Linked DNA regions of Mus musculus: region 1 is linked to region 2. The links are chromatin contacts, called in public promoter capture Hi-C maps. All regions are on one chromosome and are shown on one strand. Each heading gives the region's core, a stretch centred on a gene start, on an enhancer-like site or on the middle of the called end of the contact. The rest is flanking DNA. Distances are from core to core; before and after follow the strand shown. Region 1 holds the start of Myb (myeloblastosis oncogene). Region 2 has its middle 100 kb from the start of Gm33510.

Region 1 (5,233 bases), core at 137-2,636, 420 kb before region 2:
ACACTCACACACCCAGTCAGCACAAGTCTTGAACTCCTAAAAGATTAAAGGCAAAATAAATTGGTGTGTATTGAGAATGAAAAGAAAAATCCCCAAGGGTACTGATTTATAAACAGAAGTAACACTGAAAGTCCCCTGAAATCCCCCAATCACCAATCCTTATAAATTCAGCACTTTGCACATCGCTCCTTTGGGAACCTGTAGTTAAAGTTACAGGGATACCTTCGCTGACTTGTGGCTGGTAAACTCTTCAAATTACACCCAACAGGGTCCTTACTGTTTAGCTCAATGGTTCTCAGCCTTCCTTTAAAGGGTCTCAGCTGCGACCCTTTAATACAAGTTTCTCATGTGGTGGCCCCAAACATAAAATTATTTTCATCAGTATTTTATAACTGTAATCTTGCTACTTATGAATCATAATGTAGAGATCAGATATATATCAAACGTACAAGATAACAGTCGAGCAATCCCAAGTGGGTCGGGACCCACAGGTTGAGAACCAGTGGTATGGGTTTGGTTTAAAAAAAAAATGAATCAGGAGTGCACAAGTTCCTGAGAACTGCTAGGGGTTGTTTGTTTGGGATCCAGTAGGTTTGTCCAGCAAGTGTTTGACGCAGGACCCAGGACCCGAGCGCACTCTGCAGAGGCAGAAGTGCGTGGTAGGCACCTCCTAGGGTGGGTGGGCCCGGCGTGTGTCTAAGTGAGGGAGGAAGGGCTTATGACAAAAAGCCGGTGGTGTGTGGGCTGCAGGATCTGGGAGGAGATTGAAAAATGAGCCCGGGGCTCGATCTGTCAAAGGCTGTAGCCACAGGGCTGACTGTATTTAAGTATCCTTTGTCGCTTACCAGTGAATTAAAGATGTCCCTTTAAAATTAAAACATGAAAAACTGGACCTAGTCAAAAATCGTTGGGGGTTGGGGAAGTACGCTCACTCTATTCAACCGATCATCCCTCACACTCTCTGCTCCCGGGTGTGTTGAAGTCGGGGCGCAGTTGAAACCCTGAAGGCAGAAGTGTGTCACCCAACCCCATCGAGGTGCCCTTGAATGGAAGCGCTGCTGATTCGGGCTCGGGAGCCCCGGAGCCTACGGAGAGGAGCGACCGCGTAGCCCCGAAAGCGGTAACAGCGGGACCCGGTGTGAGCCGGCGCCACCCGGCCACGGAGCGGGGTTTGCGCAGGAAAAGGCGCCACCGCGGCCCCGGCCGCCCCTCCCCAGCCCGGGCTCCCCGCCCGCCCGCCGTCCCGGCCGCGCTGCGCGCCAGGAGCAGCTCCGCGGCGCGAGAGGCGAATGGGAGCGGCGGCCAGGCGGGCTGCAGCTCGGGCGACCGCGGAGGCGGCGGGCAGGGCGCGTGCGCACTGCAGGGGCGCCAGATTTGGCGGGAGGGGGAGTGTCCAAACCTCTTTGTTTGATGGCATCTGTTTACAGAGTTACACTTTAATATCAACCTGTTTCCTCCTCCTCCTTCTCCTCCTTCTCCTCCTCCTCCTCGGTGACCTCCTTCTCCTCCCCTTTCTCCGGAGAAACTTCGCCCCGGCGGTGCGGAGCGCCGCTGCGCAGCCGGGGGAGGACGCAGGCAAGGCGGAGGGCAGCGGGAGGCGGCAACCGGTGCGGTCCCCGGGGCTCTTGGCGGAGCCCCGGCCCGCCTCGCCATGGCCCGGAGACCCCGACACAGGTAATGGGGAGGCTGAGAGGGCGGCCTCGGGCTAGGGCGCGCGGGGATCCAGGCATCCCGGAGCAGGTGGGAATGCCTTCCCTGTTGGTTTGCGGGGCTGTCAGCCAGTGGCAGAAGACACTCGGGAGAAGGATGAATGGAAAACTCTGCGAGAAGCGCACGGGTATAGTGGGAAGCATGCCCTGAGGCTCTTTTTTATTTTATTTCCCTTTTTCTTTCTTTTTTCTTTTTCTTTTTGCAAGTTGCTCGGGGATTCGTTTCTCTTTGGGGGGTGGGGTGGGGGGGGGGCTCGGCACTCTTCAGCCGAGGACTGAACGGTTCCATCAGACCCGAGGAGCCCACCAGGTGTTTGGCTTGATGCCCCGAGTGTCGGCGAGGGAGTCGCAGCCTAATTGCTGCATGCATTGAGGTGTGTTTGCACTTGAAGAGCATATGGCAGATATAGGGAAAGGCCGGGTTGTTTAGTAGCTGCAGGTAGTTCATTTAAATTTCATTCATTCATTATGGAGGCGAGAGAGGTGTCAGCTGACAGGCAGGCAGCTGCAAAGATTTTAGGGGGACAAAATGGGTTTGCAGATTGTTTTAAACCCAGCCGTTTGAAGATTCTTGTACTTGTTATGGAAGAAGCTTTTGCAAACACTGCACGCGCCCGCGTCGCACATGTCACCGCACCGGCCGAGATGATGCGTGCACTCTCTTTCCATTTTGGCCCCACCTTCGGGAAGAGGGATCCTCTCGGAACTGTCAGTTGCTGGCGCTCAAGTCCGGCCCGACTCGGGGTTTCCCGAGGACACGCCGGGGCTCCCAGAGAGCAACAGATGCGGGGCTTAGCTCGGTGGCGGTCGCCACTCGGCGCAAAGTGCTGGAGGCAGGCGGCACCCAAGGCAGCTGCAGTGCACCCCGGGCGATGTCGCCGCTCTTCTCCTGGGCCGCGCACACGTGGAAGCAGCTGAGGTCGCCGCTGCTCCCAGCACTCTGCTCCAGCTGCTTTTGGTGGCCCGCCTCTGGCAAAGCCACCGACCGACCGACCCTAAGGAAGATTCGGGGGGGGGGGGGGGAGTCCGCGGAGACACAGTCTATCCGCGCCCGCCTTTCCACTCGTGGTTTGATTTTCGCTAAACAATCTGTTCTCTCTCTTTCTTTCCTTTCTTTCTTTCTTTCTTTCTTTCTTTCTTTCTTTCTTTCTTTCTTTTTTTTTGGGGGGGGGGGGGAGCCATCAGGACCTGGCCATGCAGGGCGCGGGCTCTGGGAAGTTGCAGGAGCGTGGGCGTGGGCCCTGCCGCGCACCCTCGGGATGGGCCAGGCGGGGAGCGGCAACCGCTGGGCATCGGAACAAGAAGGGGGTGAATTGGGGAGACCTTGAATCTTGGCTCCCAGTGCCTGGCCCCGGGCCTGCCGCGCCAGCCTAAGTGCCACCCTTTAAGAGGTTTCGCCTTTCGCTTTTGGGACCTAAACCGCCCGCACCCAGGTCACCTGTTCTGCAGAAAGCTGAAACCTGCAGCAGGAGGAGGGAGTTAGGAAGGGGTGCTCCCAGGAGGTGCGGCCCAAGCTGGCCGCCCCAAGGTTCAGTCGGGGCGTGGCCGCGCAGGTTCCCTGGGGCTCGCAGGTAGCCCGGAGCGGAGGCGGCAGGGAGGGGCGGGAGCCTTGAACTTGACTCAGGGGGAAGAGAAACCCGGCTGCGGGCTCGGAGCCGTTTCTTGCAGGGCTAGCGTCAACTCGGCAGGGATTATTAACCAGGTCAGCGAAATGACTCTGAACCCCTTTTCTAGAATCACGTAGCGGCCACAGGCACTTCCTCCGGTCCCCCTCCCTCTTCCCAACCCCCCAGTGTTCTTTTTCGTTTCTTTGCACGGTTTGTTTCCTTGATAGAATGTAACATTCATAGTTGTACTCTTGTAACCACACCGGCTCTCGCAGGTGGAGCAGTCGAGAGCATCTAGCTTGAAATCAGCCTTTGAAAGTCCTTTGACTGTTGGGTCTGAGATCTTGTCGGAGCAGATAAAGGAAAAGTTATTTCGGGTCCTTTGTCGAAATTAATCATGCTACCGAGGCGACCAGGTCATTTTAGAGCAAGGAAATGGCATGCAGAGCTCAGAGGCAAGCCCCTTGTCAAAGCTGACAGAATCCTGGACTCGCCCAGCTCCCTCTCACAGCCTTTCAAGATCTGCAAGAGTCACACGCCACATTTCACCCCAAGACTTTGGCTTTGCACATCTGCCCAGGGCTTGCTTTTTAAGAGGCACAGAAGACAGTAGAGGCATGCCTCTGGAAAGTACCTTAAACATAGAATCCCCTCCCTAGTGTGTAAGATGGGATCCACGAGAGGGAGGGGGGTTTGTCCAAATCAAACGACTAGGTGCGTGGACAACTAGGGCTGTTAGAACTTTGCTCCTAGACCCCCTGGTCCTGTGTGATCCCAGTTCTCCCTCACCTGACTATTGACTGCCCCCTGTGGGCGACTGAGGGTGATGCTTGTTTTTAGATTAAGTTTTGACCAGAGGAAAATTTGCTTGGAAAATGTCCACAATGCTGAAAGTGACACCTCCAGATCTGGACAAGCCTAACAGGCGAATCTAATGAGAGTTAAATCGGTGGCTCCACTCTCAGGTCCCGTTGGCTTTCTTGGTATCCCTGATACTTCACAAAGGGATGTTTCATCCTGAGAGCTTTCCAAGTTCCTTAACAAAAGGGAATTGTCACCCAAAGAGGCTGGTTTGCAGTTCCGGCCTCATAACTCTTTTTCCCTTCACAACACCATGTTTTATATTAAGGAGAAAATCGTAATTATTACTGCACAGAAGTTATTTGCCGCCTCCTGTTTACTGTTGGAAATAAAACTGCTTTTGGTTGAAAGGATTTACACTAAGTGGAAAAATATATTGCAGATCATGAATAAAGTTTCCTGGGATTTTTTTTTCTTTTTGGTGGTGTTATTTTAACGTTAGATCACATCCTGTCACCATGAAGCCTGAGCCATCAGTTTGAGGCTCAGAATAATATTTTAGATGATGAAAATCCCAATGTTTGGTAAACACTTTGGCTTAACTTTTAGGGGGCTAGAAATATACATTTAGTGAGTTCGTCTGGAAAGACAAATCCTATTATGAATGTAAGTTTGCCTTTTAAAAATAATTTTCATTATGATGTTGTCTTATATCATCTTGCTGGTTCGATAGGTTTTTCAGTTTTACAACAGTGAGTTTGTTAAGTGGAGTTGTTAAGTGTAAAATTCTTCACATTTTAAGTCTTATAGAGTGATAACAAAAACTAAACTGCAGAATTACTCTGTTCTGTATATGATTGATGAGTTTGGAGTTCCTTCAGCTGCCATCAAAATTCACACTGTTACTCAACCCGGTAAAAGAAAAGGCTGTTTTGAAAACAGTCTTTTTTTTTTTAACCTGTAGATTTCATCTGGGGGAACCCCTTGGTTTTTAATTAGATACATTGTAAGGTATTTTAGACTCCATGCACTCAGAGACAGAGAAAACAAGAGTAAGTAGGAGTCTGAATAGCCAGTGCCCTGGCCATGTGCTTAGTTACTCAGGAGACAGCACTG
Region 2 (5,867 bases), core at 2,944-5,443:
TTCCTTCTAAGTGTCACATTTTGCAATAATTGATCCAGAAGCTGAGTATGGATTCTCTGAGATAGCTATCTAGAAAGGAAGAAAGCTCATCAGAAGGTTGTCTTTTGACTCCTCAGAAGGAAATAAAGAGATGTTTCCTCTCCATGTCAAGGACAACAGCTGCCTGTATCCACCTCCTGTCGAGCCCGCAGGCCCCTGTGCCAGTTCTCTGAGGATGATCTAACCCTTGAACCATACCTTTTACTCCAGGTTGCAAGGAACATGACATGGCCGAGCCATCTGCCTGTCTAGTTCCATAAAAGGTGGGTGTGGAATTTTGCTTCCAACTTTATAATTCTTTTTTGTGTTCATGACTGAAGAGAAGAGGGCAACAGCACACAGTGAGCTGGCAAGCCCTAAGGAGTTCCCAGTGTCTGCGTTCCCTGGGTGCTGTGATTCTCATTGAGAAGAAACTTCCTGCCCGCCCCTGGGCCTGTCATTTGCCACTGAATCCAGCCAGGCTCTTATTTTTGTTCCTGTGTTGGCTTCTGCAGTTCCCCAGTGCCCTGATGCAACGGTTTACTCTTACTGGGCAAAACAATAGGCAGCATCCGCACATGCTAGCAGCTCCATAAATATCTAACTGGATTATTAAATTGGACCATTACTTTGCAAACATGAGGGCCTGATTTGGAATCTTCAGCGCTAGAAAGAAAGAAAGAAAGAAAGAAAGAAAGAAAGAAAGAAAGAAAGAAAGAAAGTCAGGCCTGGCTGTGTGAGTCTGCAGCCCTAGACCCTAAGAGACTGCTGGCCAGCTAGTCCAGCCAAAATGGCAAATTCTGGCTCAGGGATACAGAGACTTTATGTCTGAGAGCGGTGGAGGAAGACACCCGATTCCTCACTAACTTCCACACAGGTACATGTATGGTAGCATGTGTCCATACTAGCATGCATAGTACATACAACAGACACACATATACACAAATTGTTGAATTTAGTAAATCAATGGCTGATTTGACTAGTTATTTTACTGGCCTGACTGATGGGTGAATGTCATAAAAACATTGCCAAAGTATGGCGGCGACTAGGGGATCAATGTAGCTGGGTGGTAGGAAGGAAAGGTACAGGCTGAACATGTAAAACCTTCCCTATAGAGTTTGCCTTTCCCATACAGCAATTATGTGTTATGGTGTGCGCACACACACACACTATAGTTTATTTCTCAAAACGTAGTTGTGCCTCCATTTTTGCCAGTGTTGTTTTCACTGTACATAAATGACCAGGAGCAGCCAGAAGCAAAACCGAAGTCCCAGGTGATATTTATTCTCTTTTTACTATCATATGCAAGGTTTCAGAAAACGGCACTTTTCCTATGTGAAATGGTATTGTCTTGCAAAATCTTCAGCTACCCTACAGGCAATCTGCCTTGAGTCTACTGCGTTAAAGGTCAAGAGAAGTCCTCTATTTTGTCTTTGTGTGGTTGCCACCTCCTTGGCACACAGCACAGAGAGGATATTTTTGACTCTTCGCTGACATGAGTTACAGGACCTGGTTATGAAAACATTCTGCACAAAAACAAACAGAAAGTGACCAGGACAAATTAGGGCTGGAGGAACTTGGAAGCTGTGTAAGAGCTGTGAAGCCATCCACACACCAGGAGTTCAGGATGCCTCTTGAGAGCCCTCCAGAATTTCAGTGACTACACCTTGGGATGTGTTTTGTTTTCAGGAAAATGTACCATGACTGACAGCATGAAGAAACACATGAAGATGGAATTGTATAAAAGCAAATGAGAATATGTACCCCAATAGCAAAGGCTATCTTTTGTACAGCTCCATCAAAGTATAGAAATTGTTCTTGTCCTGATCTGTTTTAGAAAATTAAAATGGCATAACTGACAATTCTTCATCTTCTGAGGAGAAAAATGAAATTTGCACAGTTATTCATACATATCTATTCACAAAATTCTCTGGTCATGTTTCTAGAACATGACATCATACCAGTAGCTTACCTGCTACCTGCTACATTCTCATTCATTCATGCAACAAGTCTTTATGGAATTCTCATTGAACAGCAACACAGGGAACTCTTGTTGTATATACAGAGCTAAAGAAGACAGCCATAATCAACAGCCTTTAAAAAAAAAAAAAAGGCAGATTTAAATCTCTATTAAGCTACCTTGGGTCAGAAGCATAACAGAGCTGACCTACTTCTCTTTCTCTGAAAGATCAAGCAGGATGCATGCTAGTTTATCAGGGAAGTAGCCTAAGATTAGCCATTCACGTTATGATGTAAGACTTAGAGATGATTATAAAGATTGTGGAGCAGTAGACTGAAACAATCAGATGCAGGAAAGAGCACACTCTGCAACCTTCTCGGTTGGGTCTATTTAGATGTTGCCTGGGTGAAACTTTGAAGTACAAGGAAAAGCAGGAAGGATTTCAGCACCCAGGTTACATGAGAATAGGTTACAGCAGATCTACAATGTTCCAGCGGGACTGGGCCAGAGCGCTCTGGTGACCAAGCACAGCATTTAGCTTAGTCCTCTCAGAGGGGACCTTCTGTAGCAAATGCATACAGAATGGCTATGTTAGTTAGGGTTTTACTGATGTGAACAGACACCTTGACCAAGGCAAGTCTTATAAAAGACAGCATTTAATTGGGGCTGGCTTACAGGTTCAGAGGTTCAGTCCAGTATCATCAAGGCAGGAACATGGAAGCATCCAGGCAGGCATGGTACAGGAGGAGCTGAATTTTACATCTTCATCTGAAGGCTGCTAGTGGAAGACTGACTTCCAGGCAGCTAGGGTAAGGGTCTTAAGCCCAGGCCCACAGTGACACACCTACTCCAACAAGGCCACACCTCCTAATAGTGCCACTCCCTAGGCAAGCATATACAAACCATCACAATGGCCATGGCGGTTTTCTCTCTCTTCCTTCCTGCATGAGACAAGAGCCACCGCCAGAGACTGATGTCCAAGCTTTGTGTCCATCCATGCTTGGGTTTGGGGTGATGTGTGAGAGCTTCACAGCCTCTTACCCCCCAGCCTCCAGTTCCCTCTTCTTACATTGGCCAGGGCAATCCGTCATAGGTACAAGGAGCTTAGACTGAACACTTAGTTCAAGACCTGCAAAAAGCAAGAGTGCAAATCCTACTTGTTGATTTGTCCTCCAAAGACCTCAAGGCCATTTCTTATGAATGAGAAAGAGCCAGTGGGCACCACAGATTGGAAATATTCGTGAACTGGCTAGCTTGCCTTACACACTATTTTAGCATTAGTGCTAGCCACACAAGGTTTGGAAGATACACCCCACTGTTTCCATGTCTCCATATTTCAAGGAAGTAAATCTATTAAGAGTAAGAGAGAAAAACAGAGAGGGGATGAGAGAGGGAGAGAGAAGAGAGAGAGAATTTTAAGTTTTGAAAAGAAGCTTAATGTTGATGACTTGAGAAAAGAACACTGTCTGAGTAACGTTTTAAAAAAATAATAATAACAGCCATTTTCCAAAGAGCTGCACAGGTACTTTATGTAAACTGAATCCAAGAGGGGAGAACAACTTGAAAACATGCTTTACTGTTTTTTTTTTTAAAAACAATTTTAAAAATGCTTTTAAATTGAATTCAAACACAGAAGCTAGGTTGTTTGGTGTGCCTGTCACTGTGGGACTGACTGGGTTTGACACTGTGGTTGGTTGATGCCTCTGACCTTTCCCTAGCGACCTGCTCATTTGAGGCTGTCCTGCACTTAGGGGAGGGAAGCCTCCTAGGGCCCAGCAGGCTGCCCTGCTGAGGAGCACCAATGGCCAACTCCTGCGCACTGAAGGAGGAGACAGGTGCTTTGTGTTGAGAAATACGGCTAGATCACGATCACGTGTCAGGAGAGGAACAAAAGGCATTTTTGGGAATCACCTCTTCTCCAGGCTTGGGAGGAAACATGGATGGTTCTTAAGTAAAGCCCATGCTCCTGCTCGGAAGAACCCTCTGAGTCTCCAATTACTTAAGTTCCTTAGAGCCGCAACGAAAACACTCAATTAATTCCAGTGACCAGATAAACCTGCTTGCTTTGTGGTGGCACTTAAGTCTCATTAGAAAAAAACTGACAGGAAGGCCTCACTGCCTTTAGTCACTTCCTAATTACACTAATTTTGTTTGAGTGACATGTTGGGCTTTGGGGGAGGGGAAAATGAGGGAAAGAAGGCTACAATACGAGCCCTTATTCTCAGTCCCAGACAGCACAGGAAATCCTCAATTCAGCTGTATCACTGCCCTCAGCACTCAACAAACCACAAGCATTATATTTAATATTCTTAGACTCATAATAATGGTTTTATGTGACATGGCAAAGTTAAGTCGTTCCTTCTATACTCTCCTTTTTTTTCCCCCTGTGATTGCAGAATCCATGCTTCTTGAAAGAAAATGAAGTTAAGAACAGATCGTTGAATGTTTAAACTCTCTCCCTGTCTCTCCCTAGATTTGTGAATGCTCGTATCCCTCGGTGTGTATGCATGCACGGTGCCATCCACTTTTTTTGAGACTCCATCTCTCAATGGCCTGAACCTCACCAAGTAACTTACTTAGGGACAGAGAGCACCAGGGACCCACCTAACTTCACCCCACTCCCCACCCCCACCCCTCCTTCTCAAGCACTAGGATTAAAGGCAAGTGGGCCAATACACTGGGTGGGGGGGGGGCGCTGGTGTTTCTTTTTCTTTTTTTAAAAACTTGATTCTAGGGATCAAACTCAGGTCCCTGTGCTTAGAAAACAAGCCACCTTATCTGCTGAGCCATCTTCCTAGTCCTCTCTTAAATAGTGCTCCTGCAATGATTCCCACTGGTAGGGAAAATATAGTGCAATGTCGCTGGGAATTACGCATTTCATAAGAGGTGACGACTTCTGCTTGACAGGACTGAGAGGATCCCAAACCAAGGAAGAAACAGCAATTTAGACAGTGGAGAAAGTCTGCCCACAGGCACCGCTCTGCCCTGTACTCTCTTTTCTGGTGCTAGGTCTGATTTAGAACAATGTCTTCCTTGTGGGCACCCTTAAAGGTCGACAGGACCCCGACAATTAGAAACTTGGCACATTGCCTTCTGAACTGGTGGCCCTCTAAAGGTCTGGAACTAATTTTCTTTCTACTTTGTTTGGTCCCCAGGCACAGACTAAGAACTGTTTCTTTTGGGAGGCCTTTCCTACCCCCATTATCTGAGTGACCGGTGACCTAGAACCCAGAGGGTAACAGTTGTAGACTGTGTGCTCACTTTGTGATAAGCTTTTGAGAAGAGCCACCTCACCAGCAGGAACTGCGCAGCCTGCTGGGAAGGAAAGGAGCAAGGCATCTCACTCCTCCGTTCTCTGTGCTGGCCTTGGGAACAGAGCAGAGAAAGAACCAAGGTAGAAATACCCCCAGAAGCTGTGTGGGTTTAGCTGACTGCCTCTCTCCTGCAATAAGAAATAACTTGGAAGCCTAAAGTCTCTGACAGCATCCTCCTCCCTTGACAGACCATCAAAACATGCTTAAGAGTGTGCACTCATCCTTCATGTTTACATGTCTATACTAATCTAGAGCAGGACTGAGCAAGTAGCCAAGAGGACACCATTCTTCCAAACTCAGTGGTCCTGATTATCCCTCAATTCCAAGTGAGAAGAAAGCCAATAAACACCAACCTCTCTCTATTTCTGGTGTTAACCAGAGCCTGCATGTCTACCAAGCTTTGTTATCAAAGTTTCTCAAAATGTTATTCATTTATTTAAAATATTTTAGCCTCAGGAAAAAAAAAGAACCTTAGGGATGGCTGCTCCTGAAGATCTTATTTTAATGCTAAAGTTAATTGATGTTGATGTGAGAAAGTCATCATTAGTTGCGGGACATGATTTTTGAGTACTTCA

What was found. Promoter capture Hi-C pulls out the DNA fragments that hold promoters and counts their contacts.
Region 1: a promoter capture Hi-C map of liver shows a contact between it and region 2, with 2.0 times the contacts expected there. The contact joins the promoter of Myb here to the enhancer-like site in region 2. A contact is called at or near these places in 7 of 39 promoter capture datasets (the 3T3-L1 cell line, the SN4741 cell line, cranial neural crest and 3 more).

Annotation. Positions count from the first base shown.
Region 1 is chr10:21,157,137-21,162,369 of GRCm38.p6, reverse strand. It overlaps Myb (myeloblastosis oncogene), which reads left to right and starts at 1,386. Exons shown (of 16, transcript NM_001198914.1): 1 at 1,386-1,674. The coding sequence starts at 1,652.
Region 2 is chr10:20,735,632-20,741,498 of GRCm38.p6, reverse strand. No RefSeq gene overlaps it. Among named protein-coding and RNA genes, the nearest start is that of Gm33510, 100 kb to the left of the region's middle. Within about 2 kb of position 4,193, at least 38 of the 459 cell types and tissues checked have an H3K27ac peak or open chromatin away from gene starts, as enhancers often do.